Regions from separate parts of the Sus scrofa genome. Here region 2 is linked to region 1. The links are chromatin contacts, called in public HiChIP or PLAC-seq maps. All regions are on one chromosome and are shown on one strand. The core of a region is the stretch at or near the end of the contact, and the rest is flanking DNA. Distances in the headings are between cores, read along the strand shown. Region 1 holds the start of SMARCD1 (SWI/SNF related, matrix associated, actin dependent regulator of chromatin, subfamily d, member 1). Region 2 holds the start of CERS5 (ceramide synthase 5).

Region 1 (3,860 bases), core at 961-3,460:
ACCCAGAGCTGCTGGAGAGAAATCCCAAGAGGCAGCCCTCCTCCACCATCCCATAAAAGATCCAGCTGGTTGGTGTCCAGCTCAGGGAGAGGGGCACTGGTGCCTAACCTCACTGGTCCCTCTCCCGGGGCCCCTGCAGAGGGCCACATCCATAAATTTTCTTATGGAACTCTCCCAAGTCCTCTTCCGAAACTTCATTTGCTTCTCTCAACACCTTCATCTGCATTTTCTATTTCTATATGATACAGACTCTATATTGCTATATCTCTGTATATACTTTCCCTTGACTCCGTCTCTACTCCATCCCCTCTTGTCTCTAAGAACCACCCTCCCACGCCAGGCTCCCCTTTCTGTGTTTCCACCCCGTCCCTGGTCTCTGAATGCCTTCGCCTGTATAAAGAGTTGGACTCTCCCCTGGTGTCTGTACTGTGTACACACATCCCTCTAAGAAGCACAAGGAGACGACACGCGCATTGTAACCTTCGCACTGTCTCGGTGGTGACATAAAGGAAGCTGTGAATTACAAGCTCTGCCTCTTTCTGGCCTCACCCTCTCCCCCTAACCTGGGCACCCTCTGCCCTCCCTGCAGCCTTAACATTCCCTCCCTTGCTCCACCCACCCCAGTGTCCTTTGCCTGGCTGACTGTGACCTCTCCAGGGAAGGGGGTTGCTACTGAGAGAGCCCCCTCCCATGGGATGGAGATCTCTTCCGCACAATACGTCAAGGGGTGGCAAAGACAGAGGGAGCTGAGGGTTGGGGACCCCTGCAGCTGAAGCAGCAGGGTGCTGACAGGTGGCAGCTGAGGTCTTTAGTCAGTGGCCTTTCCCTCCTGGCTGCCCAGGCCCCTTTGCTCACCTAATACCCAAGCCCACCACTTATATTTTCTGGTAAGGTATGGTTTGGTAGCGGGAGGAAAGAGACAGGCCTAGAGGGGAAGTTAAAACTCTGCCGTTCTGTCCCTCCCTTCCTACTTTAATGAGAAACCTGTGAGGCCAAGGACCTGCCGTGCCTCCTCCACCAGGCGCTCCCCTCAGGCCAGAGCGCTGCCTCTTCCCAGGCCTTCTCTGCCCAGCTGTCTCTCAGTCTCCACCCCCAGAACAAGACCTGTGGCAGGTCACCTGTGCATTGACCTGGAGCTGCAGGGTGAGGCTGTAGGATCTTTGGGAACTCTGGGTTCCTGGGAACTCCTAGGAGATCAGACCTCTCCAGAGGGAAGCAGGAGCAAGGCCAAAGGGTGTGCACCAGATGGGGAACAGCAGGCAGGGCTATGGGTGACGCATGTCTCTGGTCTAATAAACTGGGTTTCAACCATCTCCTCTTCAGTGTCGTTCTTCTCTTATTTGAATAGTATGTAGGACTTCCTACTAAGAGCTGACCTTGGATTGGGGCCAATCAGGGGAGGAGTAAGGGAGCCAGAGCAGGGATACGCTGGTCCTGGGATGGGACAAGCTGACCATCACACCAGAAATGGTTTGAACCACTGGGCAGGGAAAGAGGAAGAGATCAAAGGTTAACAAAGATCCCAAAGAGAAATCCTAGTACAAAGGAGGCTTTGGAGACGGCGTGGGGTCAAACTTCAAAATATACTTAAAATCTGGAAGCAGGTTAGGTTAAAGGTCAGGGGAAAGGCTGGGTTGAAGTTCTAGCATTAGGTAGTTATTGAGGCACTTTATCTGTGGCATGAGCCCTGGGCTATGAGCCAGACCTGGATTCTAAGCCTTGGCTTTCGCGTTAACTTGCTGGTTGACTACACCGAGTCATTTCCTCTCGAGTTCACCTCTCCTGTTTGCAAAATGGAAAGGTGCGTCCTCCTCTTCGGCTCCTGGGCTTAGAGCCGGAGGAGAAGGAAAAGAAACACGCGCTTTGGAAAGTTAAAACGCCCTGCGCCCAGATGAAGCAGTTACTCCATCACCCTCTTCATCAGAGCTTTGGGACGGTGCTGTGGTCCCCCTTTCCAGGTCCTTGTCTTCCTCCCGCCGGCCTGGGGGCGCCCGCTCACGGGCCTCTCTATCCCAGAGCTCTTCTCGATGGTGTTCCCTGCCGGACCGCGAAGGCTGGAGGGAGTGGTCAGCACGCTTTTTCCGCTCGTCGCCCCCCTCTAGCCCACAGTCTCGCTGCCCTGGGCCTCCCGTGCCGGCGGGCCGGCCGGGCGGACAGGCGGGCGCGCTGGGGGCGCGCGGGGGCGGGGGGAGTTCCGGTTCCGGTTCTTTGTGCAGCTGCAGCAGCGGCTCCGGGAAAGATGGCGGCCCGGGCGGGTTTCCAGTCTGTGGCTCCGAGTGGCGGCGCCGGAGCTTCAGGCGGGGCGGGCGCGGCGGCTGCCCTGGGCCCGGGCGGGACTCCGGGGCCTCCGGTGCGAATGGGCCCGGCGCCGGGTCAAGGGCTGTACCGCTCCCCGATGCCCGGAGCGGCCTATCCGGTGAGTGGGGCAGGAGGAGGGGCGCGCGGGCCGGGGGCGGGGCCGAGCGGGGGCCTGGGAGTGACGGGGTGGGGGGAGGAGTAGGAGGGACTCCCCTGGGAGGGATTCGGTTCGCGAGGGAGGGTCGGGGGAGGCAGTGCGCGGAAGGGAGGGGAGGCGGTTAGCATCCCCACCAGCTCGTAGGGGCATTGTTTCCTTGGGGAGTCGGGGTGTAGAACCAGGGTGAACGAAGCGGGGCCAAGGGTGGGCTTGTGAGAGTTGGAGTGCAAAAAGGCTTAGGCAGCTCCAGTGCCCAGAGGAGCACAGAAGGTGTACCTGGCAAATTGAGGTCAGCTTTTGAGGAGATGGTAGCTGGCTGTGCTGTCTGAGTACTGGGAGCAGAGGAGATGTCCAATGGCAGATACAAACTAGACTGGGGAGAATTTGAGTATAATCTGCTCTCTTAGCTTTGGGCTGGAGTCCCCTGTGGGATCACAAGTGGAGCAGAGGAAGCTCCAGTGATCTATATTTCAAAGAGGTAGAGGGGTCTTCTCCCACCCCCCATGCCCCCAGCCTGGTTCGATTCAGAGAACTCAGGCTTCCCCCACTTTCCCTTTCCTGGTGGGGTTTGCAAGGGAAGCCATGACATCTCTGGGTCCTCTCCCCTCTGTAGAGACCAGGTATGCTACCAGGCAGCCGAATGACACCTCAGGGACCTTCCATGGGACCCCCTGGCTATGGGGGGAACCCTTCAGTCCGACCTGGCCTGGCCCAGTCAGGGATGGACCAGTCCCGCAAGAGACCTGCACCTCAGCAGATCCAGCAGGTCCAGCAACAGGCGGTCCAAAATCGGAACCACAAGTAAGATGACCCCAGGGTGGAGAGCGGGAGGGCGGACACAGGTGGTGGGAGTACCTCAAGCAAGAAGTGACGACGCTGTGTCAGCAGACAGTGGAGACTGTTTCGTGTTTGGTGGGGGTGGGGGGTGTCTTTGATTTGAGAGAAGCTTTGCGGTTCTTTCTCTTGACTATAAATGGAGGTGCTGACAGCCTGTCTTCATGTTCTGGCTAGTTCCATCCCAACCTGATAACAGTATTTATTCCAAACAGTGCAAAGAAAAAGAAGATGGCTGACAAAATTCTACCTCAAAGGGTGAGTCCAGGCTGTATAGGTCTTCTTGAGGGTGTGTTGAGTTGGAGAAGAGAGATGGCCAGCTCTAGATCCCAATGATACCTTTCTGTTCCTCAGATTCGTGAACTGGTACCAGAATCCCAGGCCTATATGGATCTCTTGGCTTTTGAAAGGAAACTGGACCAGACTATCATGAGGAAACGGCTAGATATCCAGGAGGCCTTGAAGCGTCCCATCAAGGTAACGCAGGAGAGTGCTAGGCAGAGAGCCAAAGGAGAGGACTCGGGAACCTTCAGCAGGCTAAGGATGAGAAATCAAAGGCATAGCGCCGCTC
Region 2 (3,860 bases), core at 393-2,892, 77 kb after region 1:
CAAACAGATAATATTAATTTTTCAGACAGCAGCAGGTTATTACTTGTCTTTTGAGGGCCGCACCCCCGGCATATGGAGGTTCCCAGGCTAGGGGTCCAATCCGAGCTGTATTCCCTGGCCTACGCCACAGCAATGTGGGATCTGGGCCGCGTCTGTGACCTACACCACAGCTCACGGCAACGCCAGATCCTTAACCCACTGAGCAAGGCCAGGCATCAAACCCATGTCCTCACGGATGCTAGTCTGGTTGTTAACCGCTAAGCCACGCATGACGGGAACTCCAGTAACAGGTTATTATCTATCTATGGCAATACATTCCCATCCTCAAAAGGGGACTCTCTGATAAAAGCCAAATGAACAAAAGATGTCCAAGTGCCATCCTCATTATCCTCATTATCTGAGACCTATCCGGAAAGAAGTCACTCTTCCTGTAACATGGAGCAGACCAAAATCATCCTATCAGTGAATACCTTTATTTTAGACAGCAGACACGAGCCACTCAATCAAAGACAAGTGAAAACACTTTTGCCAAGAACACATTGTCCCTTAGAAACTTGCTCAATACAGTTGTCTTCTTATAGGCCCTAAGGCTCTCCATCCTTTGAAGATGACCACTCCTCCTTCCATTTCAGGCCTCCAAGGCCTGTTCTGCAACTAACCCTATCCCTACAGGGTTCTAGTCTCTTACAGGATCCAGCTGAATTTTATTGAGAAGCACACACACACGCGGCCATGAACTGATGAATCAAGGCTTAAGGCCTAACTAATCTTGTACCCCTCAACTCTCAGTGTCCTCACAAATCTTAGCTTCCCACGAACGTGCTCCTTCGACTTGGAACGTCTGGCTCCTTGCGCTGACCCTGCAGCTTCCCTGGCCCCAACTAGTTCTGGTTCTCTTGGCCCTTTCTTGTTTCTTGCTTCGGGCCCTCGGCCACAGCTCACACTCAATCTGCTTCCTGGTCTGCAGAATCCTTGGCGGTTGGGGAGAGGCCTATGAACCCCCCCCCCGCCCCAAGTGACCTCCGGGCTGCAAAACTGAATGGGCCCAGCGTCCCCCTCGACTCTGACACTTTCAATGTCCACGCCCCGAACTCCCTGCCTTTACCTAGGCTGCACGACTACCTCGGCCACCCTCCGAGCATCCCGCGCGGCGGCCCAGGCTCTCCCAGCCCCCTGCTTCCGGGCTTTCCCAGCAGTTCTGCTTCCGGTCCTTGGCCTCCGTCTCTCCCCCGGGCAGGCTTTCCCAGCCCGCGCCCCAGGCCCTTCGCGCCGTTCGCCCGCGGTCTCTCACCGCTCGAAGAGCAGCCTCACGGAGAACACGCCCGCCGCCAGTGGGAACACGGAGAGAATGTGCCGGGCCCGCGGGTAGCCGTAGCCGTTGCCCGGCCCCTCTAGGTCGGCCCAGCTCACGTTCTGGGGCAGCCAGAAGCGCTCACTCCAAAGCCAGCCCCACAGCAGGCCCAGGGCTCCCGCCGCTGCTGTCGCCATCTTACGCCCACCCCGCGGCCACTGCCGCCACAGGCTCAGCTGCCGCCCCAGCCAACGGAACCCGCGAGGAGGCGGCCCCGGGGCGGGGCCGGGCCGGCGGCCACCCCCTTCCGGCCCCTTCTAGGACCCGCACTCCAGCCCGACTCCTTCGCGGGGCCGGGCCTCTGTCCCGCCCACCCTGCCTCCCCGCCCACCTCCCTCCCCGTAGCCTCCCCAGCCGCCTCTCCTTGGGACCCCGCCCTCCGACTCGGCCACGCCCTCCCCGCCCCGCCTTCACCCAGCCCTGGCCACGCCTCCACAGTGATCCCGTCCTTTTTTGCTACAGGTTGCGGTAAAGCTTCTCCTCGCTCACTCTTCTGTCTAGCCACAGCTACACCCGGTATTTCAGGCATAGCTCCCTTATGGGGATGTTCTTCTTTTTCAGTCCAGCCAGCTCAAAGCTGTTCCGGTTCGCTGGAAGGCCATACGTGGTGTGTGGTGTGTGTGGTGTTGTGGTGTGTCTGTCTGTCTGTCTGTGTCTATCCGTCTTTCCCCCTCTTCCTTCCCAACCCCCTTCTCTCACTAGGGTTTATCGCCATCTCAGCTGGTACTGCCTACTAGCAGCGTTCTTTTTGCTCCCAACCTTTTTCTCCCCTCCTGCCCCTCATGACCTCAGCCCCCTTTCATTATCCCTTAAAGTGGACTTTAAAAAAATTCTTTTATTCTTCTCATGGAAAAAAAACAAAAAACAAAAAAGGAAATGAAAGCTATTCAAAGGAAAATATAAAAGAAAAAGTAGAAGACGGCCATTGTTTAATGAGGTTTATTATATGCCAGGTAGTGCACTAAATATTTTCCACATTTAACTTCCTCATTCTATGAAGTAGGTGTTGTTTTATTTACTGTTTTATGGATGAGTAAATTGAAGTCCAGAGAGCAGCTTGTCCAAGGTTATATACAAGTGGTAGAGCTGGGGCTTCTGAACAAAGTCTCTAGATTCCAGAACCCTGGGCCCTTATCCTATAAACCTCCTTAGTTTTAGATTTCCACACTGAACATTGAATTCTTTTGTGGCTCTACATAAACAGTAAAGGGGAGCCATAGACAAGAAACCTTTAAAACACTGAACTCTAAATTATTCCTCAGCTGCTGGAGAACAGTGAACCTTGGGTGCCCTCTGTTAAAACCTGGCTACAATTTTAATTACTACAGCTACCTAGAATGATCTGAAATAAGATCAAAGAACTAATCTTGTCCAAGGACAGATAGAGTATCTTTATACTAGCAGGCAGGCTTACAGCAGAAGATAGTTTCAAAGGGAAAAGAGGAAAAGAAAAAAAAGGAGCCATTTGAAGGAGTGGACTAGAAGTTTGCTTTTTAGTTCAGTGATTCTCAAAACTTCGTTTGCCACAGCTCAGACATTAGCTTGTCCCTTCTCTCACATGGTGAGTTTGCTAAGTTTTCTGGGCCCCAACCAAAGATTCAGGAGGTTCAGAGTAGGGTGCATGAATGTGCATTTCTCATTTCCTTTCTTTTTTTTTTTTTTTTTTTTTTTTAAATACAGCTGCATCTTTGGCATATGGAAGTTCCTGGGCTAGGGGTCAAATCAGAAATGCAGTTTGCAGTTGAGGCCTGTGCCACAGCCATAGCTACCCAGATCTGAGCCTTATCTGTGACCTATGCTGCTGCTGCTGCTGCTTGCAGTGACACCGGATCTTTACCCATTGAGCGAGGCCAGGGATTGAACCCACATCCTCAGACGATAGCATCGGTTTCTTAACCCACTGAGCCACAAAAGGAACTCCTCAATACCTATTTTTAAATAAATGCACTTCAGTTTCTTTGAACTATATATACATGTATATATATATGTATATTTTTTGTGTGTCTTTTCTAGGGCTGCTTCCTGCAGCATGTGGAGGTTCCCAGGCTAGGGGTCTAAACGGAGCTGTGGCCTCAGCCTACACCAGAGCCACAGCAATTCGGGATCCGAGCCACGTTGCAACCTACACCACAGCTCATGGCAATGCCAGATCCTTAACCCACTGAGCAAGGCCAGGGATCGAACCCGAAACCTCATGGTTCCTAGTCGGATTTATTACCACTGCGCCAGGATGACGGGAACTCCTTGAATGATAAATAGGAGTATTAACATTGCTGACTGAGGGCTCCCCAGAGCCAGCCTCCACCCACTTCCAAGTTCACTGGTTTCAGTTTCTGACCCTCCTCTCAGCAGCACTTTCACACCCCCACACTCTGTGTCAAGTGGCCACCAGCCTATTTCTGTTGAGAGGACGGTCATATCAGCTTGTGGATATGACTTTGACTGCAAAAGCCATCACACAGCTGATGTAATAGTCATTAAAGGTTCTACTGGTTGATATGTTGGGTCC

The links. HiChIP or PLAC-seq counts read pairs in DNA pulled down with a chosen protein or histone mark.
Region 2: a contact with region 1 is called in an H3K27ac HiChIP or PLAC-seq map of skeletal muscle. The contact joins the promoter of CERS5 here to the promoter of SMARCD1 in region 1. A contact is called at or near these places in 5 of 5 promoter capture datasets (fetal liver, fetal skeletal muscle, liver and 1 more), 31 of 47 Hi-C or Micro-C datasets (adipose tissue, alveolar macrophages, blood and 15 more) and 2 of 2 datasets of contacts at active chromatin or transcription factors (alveolar macrophages and skeletal muscle).

What each region holds. Positions count from the first base shown.
Region 1 is chr5:15,990,568-15,994,427 of Sscrofa11.1, forward strand. It overlaps SMARCD1 (SWI/SNF related, matrix associated, actin dependent regulator of chromatin, subfamily d, member 1), which reads left to right and starts at 2,211. Exons shown (of 13, transcript NM_001244613.1): 1 at 2,211-2,416; 2 at 3,069-3,256; 3 at 3,505-3,547; 4 at 3,644-3,766. The coding sequence starts at 2,240. ASIC1 (acid-sensing ion channel 1) reads left to right here. Exons shown (of 12, transcript XM_021091640.1): 12 at 1-724.
Region 2 is chr5:16,068,461-16,072,320 of Sscrofa11.1, forward strand. CERS5 (ceramide synthase 5) reads right to left here and starts at 1,643. Exons shown (of 11, transcript XM_021091643.1): 1 at 1,292-1,643. The coding sequence starts at 1,488.